Regions from separate parts of the Mus musculus genome. Here region 1 is linked to region 2. The links are chromatin contacts, called in public Hi-C maps. All regions are on one chromosome and are shown on one strand. Each heading gives the region's core, a stretch centred on a gene start, on an enhancer-like site or on the middle of the called end of the contact. The rest is flanking DNA. Distances are from core to core; before and after follow the strand shown.

Region 1 (5,805 bases), core at 2,339-4,838, 150 kb after region 2:
GCCTCCCGAGTGCTGGGATCAAAGGCGTGCAGTACCACGCCTGGTCTTAGACACTTTTTAACAGCTGAGTATAATAGTTTGCAATCCGCTGGGCGTGGTGGCGCACACCTTTAATCCCAGCACTCTGGAGGCAGAGGCAGGCGGATTTCTGAGTTGGAGGCCAGCCTTGTCTACAGAGTAAGTTCCAGGACAGCCAGGGCTATACAGAGAAACCCTGTCTCGAAAAAACAAAAAAAAAAAAAAACCAACAAAACAAAACTAGTTTGCAATCCCAGCAGGATCTGTTCAAGGCCATCCTTCGCTACCTAGTTGGGTGCCAGCCTGGACTACATGAGACCCTGTGTCCCTCGCAAGAGGAAAGTGTTTGAACACCAGCAGACTTTTTAGTGTTTGATCCATGTATACCAAAATCTCCTATGTTAGAAGTTGAAACATTTTAGAATATAAAGACTGTTAAGTGGACTTGTTTTAGTGGTTGGTGTGGTGACATTAGCAGACATCGTTCACTCGAGAGAACGAGAGTGGGCCTGGGAGATAATATAATGTCTATGGAAGAGCTTTACCATGGAACATTCCTGAGAGGAGTCCTGGGTTGTACCTTAACATTTTTAGAGTGAAAACTAATTAGAAATGAAACCTGTCATATCATTTGCCTGTGCTGAAAGTCTGTTAAACACTATATAGAAATTTTGTTTTTCTAATGAGGAAGGATCTCATGGAGCCAGGCTGACCTCAGACTTACTGTAACTGAGGGTGACCTGGAACTTGCGATCCTCCTGCCTTTATCTTTGAGTGCTGGGATGCAGGTGTGTGCTACCCTGGTCTTTGTTTGTTTTTGAGACAGGGTCTTATAATGCAGTCTTGGCTGGCGTGGACCTGGCTGAGTAGATCAGGGTATTCTTAAGTGCAGTCCCTGCAGTGCACACAGCTTCTGCCGCACTCACTCCTTCATCCTCGCTGATGTGATGTCCTCATTCCCCATGCAGATCCCACTCGGCCTCCTCTATTCTGCGCCAGGACTGTTGAGTTGTCTTCAGTTCCTCACACTGAAGTGGGTGACATGTCAGTCGGGAGTTTGCAGTCAGGAGACTTACTTTCCAAACGTGATAGTTGAAACTGGACATAGGGAGTTTATGGTTTCCACTTTGCTGATACTAGCAGGATGGTGTGTGTGTGTGTGTGTGTGGGGAGGCATGTTGAAATGGTAAGTTAGACGTCTCGTGGCTTTCATTCAGAGTATACTATTAAAGCTGCCTTGCCACCTTTTTGAGTTGTGGACATTTGGGCATAGAGCCAGGCCGCTCATCTTCACTGAGGTATGGGAATTTGCTGCCTCGGTTTCCTCATTTAAAAAATAGGAATAATATTAAGTTTATCAGTGCAGAAACACAGGCTGAATTTCTATCATCTAAAATGCTTCAGGCTGGAAATGCTGCTCTAGGTATTTTTGGCCGTGGAGTATTTGCACATTCATAATGTGCTGCTGTCTTTGGTTTGAGGCCAAGTTTCAACACAGAATCCATGTATGTTGGGCTATGTACCTAGAGCAGAGCCTGAGTGTAGTTGTATACAGGGTTTTCAGGGTGTCACATAGTCAGCAGTGGAATTTACTATCTGTGTCCTTTTTCTAAGGATGCTCAAATCAACTTGTATGTGTAGGAAGTTTAGAAAGTGTTAAGTAGTGTGTGTAAACTTCTGTAATATTTTTCTTATGTCTTCTTACATGTTAGCCAGACTGCAGTTCTAACAACTTAGATACTAAGAAGCTACTAATGCTATTTTGGCCAATTGTCATAGATAAGTGGCTGCCTCTGATATGCTTTTGGAAGCATGCTCTTCTAAGTTTTCAGCTGAGTGTGCTATGTATGTGGAGTTGGTTCTACTTGGGAAGTGGAAGGCAGGAGGCTAACCTTGGGTATGTGAGGTTTTTTTTTTTTTTTTTTTTTTTTTCCCCTGTAAAGTAGCTGGGAGGAGACTCAGTGGGTACAGTGCTGTTGCACAGCTGAGCACCAGAGTGTGCATTCCCAGAACCACTCAAATCCAGGATGCTGCGCACACCTGTCACCCCACTTCTGGGGGAGGAAGGTGGGGACAGTTGGATCCCTGGGGCTCCTTGGCCAGTTGAGCAAAAGTAGGGAACTTCAGGTTTAGAAGACGACTATCTCAAAGGCAGACAAAACGTCATCAACGAGGACATTCCTGTTGTTACCTTCTGGCCTACGCATTCATGGCAGGCACACGACCCGTACCTATGACCCCTCTCCCCAATTTACAAAACATTTAAATTCACACCAAACTAGATGTATGACTAGATGTATGCCTTTTGATCCCAGCCACTCAGAAGGCTGAGGGGGGAGTATTACTTGAGGCTAGGAATTTGAGGCTTGGGGGCTCAAAAATAGCAAGGTCCGCAGACACTGGGCACTGAGCCCTCTCGGTTAGGACGGTGCTCAGAGGACCTGTCCAGTGCTCCGAGTGCTTCCCGACTGACAAACCTAACTTAAATTAGGTGACACGAGGTGATCAGAAGTCCAGGGTCATCCATCCTCTGCTACTTAGTCCGAGGCTAGCCTAGGGTATTTGATCTCAAAAAGATCAGGCAAGAGTAATTGTACAAACTTAAAAGTGTTTATTTAATCACAACTTTGTGACACTTGATTCTCTGTGTCTTAGTTTGAATTGTTCTCAAGTATTTTTGTGTGTTAGGGTCATCGGGGAAGCTTTACTTATTCTCACTCATTAGCTAGACCCCAAGCAAGCCCATTAAATCAGAATTTGGGAGGATGGTAAATTGTTTTTAGCAGTGCTGCAGCTGGGGAGGGGATAGCGTTTGTCTTCTGGGATCATAGTTACAGTAGTGATAAACTGTGGCCAGGATGGGATGCTACGTGGTCAGAAATTCCTGAGTAGTTGCATCAGGAGTCAAGGATGCTGTGGCCATAGCAAGCAGCTGTGAGGTGCAGCCACTGTGTGAGGTGGAGGAATCTGGAAAGGTTTGCAGGAAGCAGCCAACTTGACCTGGCAGAGTTACTGTCAAAATGGAGCTTAGAAGGAAACCCCTAGAGCAGAGCCTGAGTGCAGTTGTATACAGGGTGCAGAAAGGCGTGGAAGACAGTTGAGGAACCTGGCTAACAGTGACACAGTGAGAATCTTTTTTAAATAGACTACTTAATTATCCTTAATTTAAAATTTTGTTTTTAAACAGGCTAATAGCTCGTCAGCTTGCTAAAATCCATGCTATTCATGCGCACAATGGCTGGATCCCCAAATCTAACCTATGGCTAAAGATGGGAAAATATTTCTCTCTCATTCCCACCGGATTTGCTGATGAAAACATTAATAAAAGGTAAATTACTTTGGTATTTGCATGGCTTTGCCCTTACTATGTACTGAAAGATAGTGCTGGTGTGCATTCCTCTCTGTATTAAAGTGAACAGTTGTTGACTGTGGCTCTCAGGTGACACTGCAGCAACAGTCTCCTTTCTCCTCGCCCTGTTGAAGCGTCCCCTCCCCACCCTGACCCTGAAGAAAGTCCCTACACAGTGAGGGGGGGGGGAGTTGCTGCAGACACAAGTATTCATTTAGACGCAATTATAAAGAACACCAGCAGAGGGCACAGCGGCACCAATTACCGTAAAGGTCTAGAGGGGTAGAGGTGTGGGTATGGGATGGGACTGTAAGAATTTAGGCCATCTTAATTTACTGTGTTTATTTAAATGGTAGATTATTAGGGTGAAAATTTACCTTCTGAGATCTTAGCTCTTTCACATTGACTACCAAGTTCAGACTGCAAGTGTTGGTTCATGTTTTATATGGGATTTTTTTAGATTAGTCTTAGAATCTAAATCTTGAATATTATTAGTAGTATAAACATGGAACATTTTATTAGGTTTCTATGTAAAGTGTGTTAAGGCTTTTGCTTTGTGTAGGAATTCTGTTTCCAGAACAACAGAAGCAAGCATGATTTAGAAGTGTTGACAGTGTGCTTACCCACACGTATGCACACACACCCAGAATCTCTTAAGCACATGTGCACACACAGAAAGAATATTGTAAGTGGTCTGGGAAGCAGCAGACTGTGGGTCCAGCTTGGCAAGTCCTCAGCTCCATGTCCCTGTCATGTCCCCTTGGCAAGTGCTCAGCTCCATTGTGTCATCTGTGTAAAGGGACCGGACTACTGTAGGTTATTAGCTGAGTTTGTTGGTGGTCTCCCCATGTAGATAATTTGTGTGGAGGGTAAAGGGTACTTTGATAGACTTTGGATGAAGAACCAAGAGGCCAGGCAGCTCTTTGGGAAGGAGTGACTAGCAGTCCGTGCCTGGAGGGCATGTGGCAAGCTGGAGGAGGTCGCCCATTCTGTGCCATTATATTTTCTATTAAATTTTATGCAAATAGATAACCTACATCCATACTTTTGGGTTCCTCCTTTTTCCCAGGCACCCTTCTATTAACCCTCGTGCTTAAAATCTATGTTAAGGGGGCTGGTGAGATGGCTCAGTGGGTAAGAGCACCCCCGTAATGAGATCTGATGCCCTCTTCTGGTGCGTCTGAAGACAGCTACAGTGTACTTACATATAATAAATAAATAAATAAATAAATAAATCTTAAAAAAATAAAAAAAAATCTATGTTAATAATTTTTTTTTTAAAAGAAACTTTCTCCTCAGTTGCACTGAGGCAAGTCATAGCTTTGTTGTTGAGATGAAGTAGTTAATTTGAGTGTGTCATCTCCATCTTAGATGGTGCTCTAGGGTTTTCTGAAGATAACTCATTTTCACCTTTCCTTGCTTAAAATAAACATTTTCAGTCTGTAACTTTAAATCATACACTTTGTGTCTCAGTCCCCTCGCCTGTATAGAGTGGCAGTTAGCATCAGGTGTTGAGAGTGGACACCACAGCTGCTCACTGCTTATTCTGTCCCTTTTAGTTTCTGCTCTACAGTTTAACTGTCTTATGTTTAAGTTGACTATAAAGGTTTTCTTTATTCAGGTTTTGGAACACTTTGATTTATTGTTGAATTCAGGAATATGTGCTTATTCAATAGAAAGCATTTGAGGTAGAATTTTAACTTTAAATTTGAAAGAAGTGTCAATTAGATAAACAACTCTTCTTTTAAAATGGAAAGGTTCCTGAGTGAGATCCCAAGCCCGCAGCTTCTGCAGGAGGAGATGACTTGGATGAAAGAGCTGCTTTCAAGCCTGGGCTCACCTGTGGTCCTTTGCCATAACGACCTGTTGTGTAAGAATATAATCTACAACGAGAAACAAGGTAGGTATTTGACCTTAGCAGTAAGTAATTTGATTGATTGCTCATATGCTCTTTTTAATGGTCCCTCGTCTTTGTATCAGTAAACAAGGAGTAAAACATACACAAAGATTTTTGCTTGAGGTTATAAAAATCATGGTAATTGCTATTAGGAATATACATATATATATATATATATATATATATATATATACATACATACACACACACATAAATACATATATATGGATAAAATGCCTTTAAATTGTTAAAAGTAGTTGGTTCTTGACTTTTTAAGTGTATAATGATAATTGTATGTATGTGTGTGTATATATACATATATATATGTATGTATATACTATACATAAATATACACATATAAATATATTTTTAAAAGCTGTTTGGCTACTTGTGATTTTGAAAGCATGTCTGCTGTAATGGGGAGTGTGGGAAATCAACAGATTTGCTACTGCACTGCTGGATCTGCGCTGTGGGCTTAGCAGCATTAGCAGCCAGGCTTTCTAATTCCTGTGTGTGTGCTGATACTCTAGGGAGAGACTCA
Region 2 (6,430 bases), core at 437-2,936:
TGAAAAACCAAATTGATAGGTATGTAGGTAGATGGGTAGGTAGGTGGGTGGGTGGATGGGTGGGTGGGTGGGTGGGTGGGTGGATGGATGGATGGATGGATGGATGGATGGATGGATGGATGGATGGATAGATAGATAGATAGATAGATAGATAGATAGATAGATAGATAGATAGATAGATAGATAGATAGATAGATAGATAGATAGAATAAAACCAGTACATTTTATATTTAAAGTCACCCAGGCTTACAAAAATAACTCCAAATGGTAAACTACTGCAGGCTGAGTGTCTTGTCCTGGAGTGCTTCAGACTCTGATGTCTACAAAGTTGTTAGAAGCTGAGCACTCCTACTCCTAAAATGCTCCAAAACCACAACTTTAAAAGTGAGCTTTCTAATGTTCTTTAGGGGGTCTCCTATAGTCCAAGCTGGCCTTGAACTCACCATACAGTGAGGAATACTTCCTCTGGAGCACCAAGATCAAAGGCTTAAACACCTTGTCCAGTTTACACGGTGCTGGGATCCTGTACAAGGCTTCATGAACATTAGGTAAGCACTTTACCAAATGAGCTACAGTCTCAGCCCCCAAATTTGTAATTGCTGGGCAATTCAGATTTTACACTTTTGATGAGTGTCAGGGCTTCATTGCTATTATGAGACACTATGGCCAAGGCAACTCTTATAAAGGCAAACATTTAATTGGGGTGGCTTATAGTTTCAGAGGTTTAGTCCATTATCATCATGGTGGGAAGCATGGCAGTCATAGTGCTGGAAGAGCCAAGAGTTCTACATTTTGATCCAAAGGCAGCCATGCGGAGACTCTCTTCCTCACTGGGTGGAGCTTGAGTATAGAGACTTCAAAGTCCACAGTGGCAACACTTCCTCCAACAAGGCTATCTTCCTATTAGTGCCACTCCCTACAGGCTAAGCATTCAAACACGAGAGTCTACAGAAGCCAAGCCTATTCAAACCATCACTATGAAGGTTGCTCAGCTTGCATTTTAACTATTATTTTATCCAAGTGGCTTCAGGGCTGTTTATATTACAGCAACAGTTACCAAGTGCTGCTAAGGTCAAATACATGAAATGTCTACAATTTCCCTGGTAGCTGTAACATAGTACAAGTTGTCAATCAGTTCAGAACCCAATTATAAAATATTTACCTTCTCAGACATTTACAACATTATTTCAATGCAGTATTACCTCTAAAACAAAAGCATCCTTTTTCCCGTGTGAAAGATCTAACTCTGTAACTTCATCAGAACTTTCCGACTGTGATCTTAGAAGTCTGGAGCGCTGTCTGGGTTCTGGGATGGGGGATCCTATCATCTCCTCAGACACCTCCTGAAAGAAATGTAATTACAGACACTGAATTCTTCAGTTTGCTTTTAAGGTTTTATATTAACATGCAGCTTCCTGATGAGAAAAAAAAATCCACAAGATACACTCACTGAACTCTAAAGCTTCCTTTCCAGGTCACAGACGATGCAGATGTTCTCTTTTATCTACAAAAGCAGGCTAACAGCCCAGGCTGTGTGTAACAAGGTCAAGGTGACATGTAGTGCACAGACAGGGAGCTACAATGAGGTGGGAACCTCCCCACCCAGGCACATGGACGCCTACACACTATCTAGATGTGCGCCTCTAAAGCACTTTAAAGTACGATTGGCTACAAAGATGGAAAGAGTCTCCAGAAGAGGGCACTAGTCTTTCAGATCCTGGCTTTTCCAGGAGCTCTATGATAGTTAATGTGAAGAGTAAGAAATGTGTGTGCATATGTCAAGATAATGCATACATTTACAAATGCATGCACAGGCTGCACAATTCACTTGCTAAGTAATCTCCAACAGCAACAAAACTCATCTTCTACAAACCGTGCACCAGATGTGTGTGTTTTAAACAGTTAACCTGGGCCATGATGGGAGCTCAACAGGCAGAGCCTGCTGCTCTTCCAGAAACCTCCTTCACAAGGTTCTAACAGAGGTTTTCCAAAATGGTGTTAAATGCTCACTGCTAGCATGTGCCTAAGAAAAAAAGACACCTATAGAGTTCTTTCTAGAACAAGAAACATGGCTGTAATAGAGCTTTTCTCTACAGGTTGCAATGAGCAAGAGAAAAAAATTTCTGGGTGTGTAATATCCCACAAGTCAAACATGTGAACACATGCGCACATGCACACACACACACACACACACACACACACACAGATACAGACACATGCACATGTGAGAAAATAAGACCTGAAAGGAGACCTGCCCTGTGTATACTGGAAGAGAGGAGGCCTCATCAAAAAGGAGACATTTAAGCAATGACAGTAAAGAGGTGAAGAATGCCCATGTCCTGAGGAAGACACCCTCCAAGTCCCTCCCTGCAGCCAGCGGCCGGTGCCTTCACTGGGCAGGCCCGAGTCACTCACCGGGGGGGTGATCTCATACAGCTCTTTGTTTTTTGCAATGGTGTCGTTTATTCTCTTCTGCATGTGGGAGATGTGCTGTTCATAGGAGCCATCATTAGGGGTCTTCCCAGCGATCTGGATTCCACCGGGTGTGGGTAAGGCTGCTAAGTAGACTCCTGTGGCCGACTTGTAAAAAGAACAGGGATATCATCAGACAAAACACCAAACAACAATGGCTTTAAGGTCTATGTCTAGGAATGTGCACTTTGCTTTGTACAAGAGACACATGGCTAGGCCATGTCTGCAAAAACATACAAAACCACTCTGCTAACAGGGTTGATGTACTCAGGGAGACTCCTGAGTAGATGGTGACAGCTCTGAAGGGGGCTCTCTAATTACATAACTGCATAACCAGCTATGCCTTTTAAATCTTTACCTCATACTTATCCAAGAAATAAAAGAAGAAAGATAAAGGTTGAATTCTGAGCGACTTGCCCAGGAGACTGTGACCTTCCAGGCAGGCTAAGCCTCAGCGTGAGCGCCAGGCCTGTCTGGGTCACTGTATGAGACCGTGTTTCAGAATGCCTAGAATCCATATATAAACCAACTTGGAATCAGGACTCCCTTAGCAACAGGAAAAGTTACTACAGCAGCTTTGCCCCCAATGAGCAGGCAGTCTGCCTATAGAAGGGCTACCGCGGAGAACAGCTGCGATCAAGTATGGAAAGGGCGTGGTGAGGAACCATGAGGCAGTCTGCTCTGTACATCTAATTCACCCACCTCACTCCATGGCCACTCACACAAACAATTTACTTGACACACTTATTTTACCGTTTAACCCAGTAACAATCTCTCATTCTAAATCAGTCAGTATACACTATCAGTATTGGAAAATTATGGGAAAGATAAAACAAGACAAAATGTGTGTGTGTGTGTGTGTGTGTGTGTGTGTGTGTGTGTGTGTGTGTGTGTGTAAGCTACCACAAGCAGAACAAACTGTAAGAAACCTAAGCATAAAGGTGGGGTGGCAGCACATACCTGTAATCCAGCTCTCCCAGAGCTAGAACCAGGAGGGTCAGAAATGCAAGACCAGCCTCGGTTACATAACAAGCTCAAGACTAGCCTGGGCTACACAAAACTCTATCTCAAAAAGAGCAAAAACAGGGCTGGCAAAATGGCAAGTAAAGGCCCCTCTGCAAAGCTTGGTGACCTGGGTTCCATCCATGAGACCTACATGGTGAAAGGGGAGAAGTGACTCCCACAGCTAGTCTTTGGTCCCAACATGTGCACCACAGTATGTGCACCATGGTTTGTGCATGTCTACAAGTAAATGTGAAACAATAATAAAGAAAAAAAGAAGCAGAATTCAAGTGGAGCTATGGGAATCCAGGGGCAGTAGCGCTTTCCATCTTGGATGCTTGTATATTTATGTGAAACCCATCAACTGTCAAGTTTTTGACATTCAAAAATGACATCTGCACAATGGCTAAAACTGGCTCTTGGCAGCACTCTCCCAGAACTTCATTAGCAGAGCCACAATGTAGCTCCTCATGTCAACTACTGAGAAGCCCTGACAAGCCTTAGCATCAGCTAACACTTTGCTAACACACTGGCTGATGACACACCAGCCTTGAACCGCAGAACCAGATGGACCTGGATTTGAAACCACTCTCAGCATTTATCAGCCCGTCTCTCTGGAATTACCCCATGGCAGCACTGTCTTCTCCTCTTAAGTGACATCTAGCAAGGGACTGTCCTGTCAGCTATCACAGAAGCTAGCCTTCCGATCCTGAAATTCTGGTGTTCACAGAGCAGTGGCCCAGATAATGGCATCCTACGGGAGCATGAAACATGGAGCAGGCCTGAGGTTACATCAATGCCATGAACTAAGCAGCTCACCACTGTCACCTCCTACATACAAAACCATACAGCTGAGCATAGGGGTGCAGCCTGCAAATCCAGTCCGCAGCAGGCGGAGGCAGAAGGATCATGACTTCAAGGCATGCACTCATTAGGAACAGCCTTGCCTCAAAACCTAAAAAACTAAATAAAATTTACATACTTAGCCTAATTAAAAAAAAAAGAGATGAAACAGAAAACAATTTTGCATTTTAACTATAAATTTATAGAGAAAAAAAGACTACAATGTCCATAGATTTTATAAATTAAATATCTCCTTAGGTGATGAAAAGATGACATAAGAAATACAATTTGAAATCTGTCAACACACAAATGAAAATCCTGTAACTGTCAACAGCCCAATATATAATAATAGAGTCCAGATCAGTGGTTTCAACTCTAGGAATGATGGACTGATTCGTTAAAACTATATAAAAGCAAACCACTGGACTTATTTCCTAAAACTTCTCCAACTGTTAAAGTCTTGATGTCTGTTTCTTTAGCTTAGTCGTCTACTTTTGTTAACTTACTCTCTTGAGACAGGGTCTTGCTGTATAGCCCAGGCAGGCCTTGATCTCCGATCACTGCTTCAGAGCCTGGTGCAGGACGCTGAGGATGCACTACCACATCTGTTTATCCTCTCTTAACTAACCCTCTGAGTCCCACACAACACTTCCTGCCTCGGAGTTGACAAAAGCCTCCCCACTCACCGCTAAGCCCATCAGCATGGTCTCGCCCACTGTGATCTGAATTCTCAGTCCAAACAAAGCATTCATTCCTTTGAGTTTGAGCTTGTTCATCAGTTGAGTGTGTACTTCATATTCCATAAACGGCAAGAGATTACTGATAGCTGTGGCATTGGCTTCTGCCTGTGCTTTCTTTTTTAATCGACATAACCTATAAAGGAGAATAATTCCGTAAGTGCACTGCATTCTTGGTACTGTCCTGAGAAATGTCCAGATTTGGATCTGGTTTACTGGGAGGGCCCTCATTAGGATGTTTGAGGTCTGATCTCCAGCACCATTAAGAAAAGACTGCGTCAAAGCATGCTTAGAAACACACAAGTCTCAGATTTGTTAGACTATAACCTGTTGCTCTGCCATTTCTGTCCCTCAGTGTATCTTTACTGGAAGTTCAAATAAGCAGAAACCAAAAACCTCAGGATCTCTAGAAATGCATCAATGGTCAGAATCACTACACAACTAAAAATCTTTGGCTCCAGGGCTGGAGATGGCTCAGCAGTTAAGAGCACTGGTTGTTTTTCCAGAAACCAGAGTTCAAGTCAGAGCACCCACACGGCAGCTTACAATCATCTCTAACGCCAGTTCTAAGGGATCTGATGCCCTCTTTTGGTCTCTGCAGGCATCAGTATGAACATGGTATACCTACATGCATACATACATACATGTAGGCAAAACACCACACACATAACTATAGGATGGATGAACAGCAGAGAGAAATGTTAGCTTAAGCACACAAATTATATGAGCACTGTTATGCAAGTGAAAGCTTTCAAAGAGAGCACAGATCAGCACAGCACACATACAACAGCCAGAAAGGCAGTGCTAAAGGCTGTCGTTACTGTGCACACAAAAAATACCTGCAGATAAAATGTTTCCAACATAAAAATAAATACATTTTCAGACAAACAAAAACAAATACTCATCACCAACAGATCATCAAAAAATACTCAAGGATATATACTTCAGGAGAGGGGGAGGAGACCCCAAATGGAAGCAGAAGACAGAAGAAAAACACTAAATAGAATAAAGTATATTTCAGAACAAAGCTCAATGTAATAACTTTGGTCTTAATCTGATGTGTAAAAGAGGATAGTATCAACAATTCCCAAACAGGACATGAACAGGTGAGGGGTGCTATTGACATACAAAGACATGATCAGGAAGTGGGGGGCTGTTGGTACAACTGGAACAACGTGAGACCTATTGCTCATCATATTAGGGTGTGAAGCAGAGGTCTACAACCCTGAAGCTCAGGAACAGGTTGTTACACTAGATTTAGAAACAAGAGACCCACAGGCATAAGCACAGCACATACACCATGGGTTGACAGAGGGTCCAAACCCATGGCTCCCATTAAGATAACTCAACAAACTCAAGGGCATTAACTATGTTAA

What was found. Hi-C and Micro-C count contacts between places; a contact is called where the count stands out from the background.
Region 1: a contact with region 2 is called in a Hi-C map of regulatory T cells, with 2.4 times the contacts expected there. The contact joins two enhancer-like sites. A contact is called at or near these places in 4 of 39 promoter capture datasets (the 3T3-L1 cell line, embryonic stem cells, hippocampal neurons and 1 more), 5 of 15 datasets of contacts at CTCF or cohesin (CD8 T cells, the G1E-ER4 cell line, the NIH/3T3 cell line and 2 more), 141 of 484 Hi-C or Micro-C datasets (the 3T3-L1 cell line, B cells, the Ba/F3 cell line and 69 more), 19 of 115 datasets of contacts at active chromatin or transcription factors (the 230-238 cell line, the HPC-7 cell line, Th17 cells and 10 more) and 3 of 9 other capture datasets (adipose tissue, embryonic stem cells and liver).

What each region holds. Positions count from the first base shown.
Region 1 is chr6:143,181,368-143,187,172 of GRCm38.p6, forward strand. Etnk1 (ethanolamine kinase 1) reads left to right here. Exons shown (of 8, transcript NM_029250.2): 3 at 3,206-3,346; 4 at 5,125-5,267. Among named protein-coding and RNA genes, the nearest start is that of Etnk1, 17 kb to the left of the region's middle. Within about 2 kb of position 3,589, at least 5 of the 459 cell types and tissues checked have an H3K27ac peak or open chromatin away from gene starts, as enhancers often do. A contact at or near this core is called in regulatory T cells, where this site is marked.
Region 2 is chr6:143,033,820-143,040,249 of GRCm38.p6, forward strand. It overlaps C2cd5 (C2 calcium-dependent domain containing 5), which reads right to left. Exons shown (of 29, transcript NM_001362113.1): 16 at 5,004-5,190; 17 at 2,416-2,580; 18 at 1,203-1,343. Among named protein-coding and RNA genes, the nearest start is that of C2cd5, 63 kb to the right of the region's middle. Within about 2 kb of position 1,687, at least 15 of the 459 cell types and tissues checked have an H3K27ac peak or open chromatin away from gene starts, as enhancers often do. A contact at or near this core is called in regulatory T cells, where this site is marked.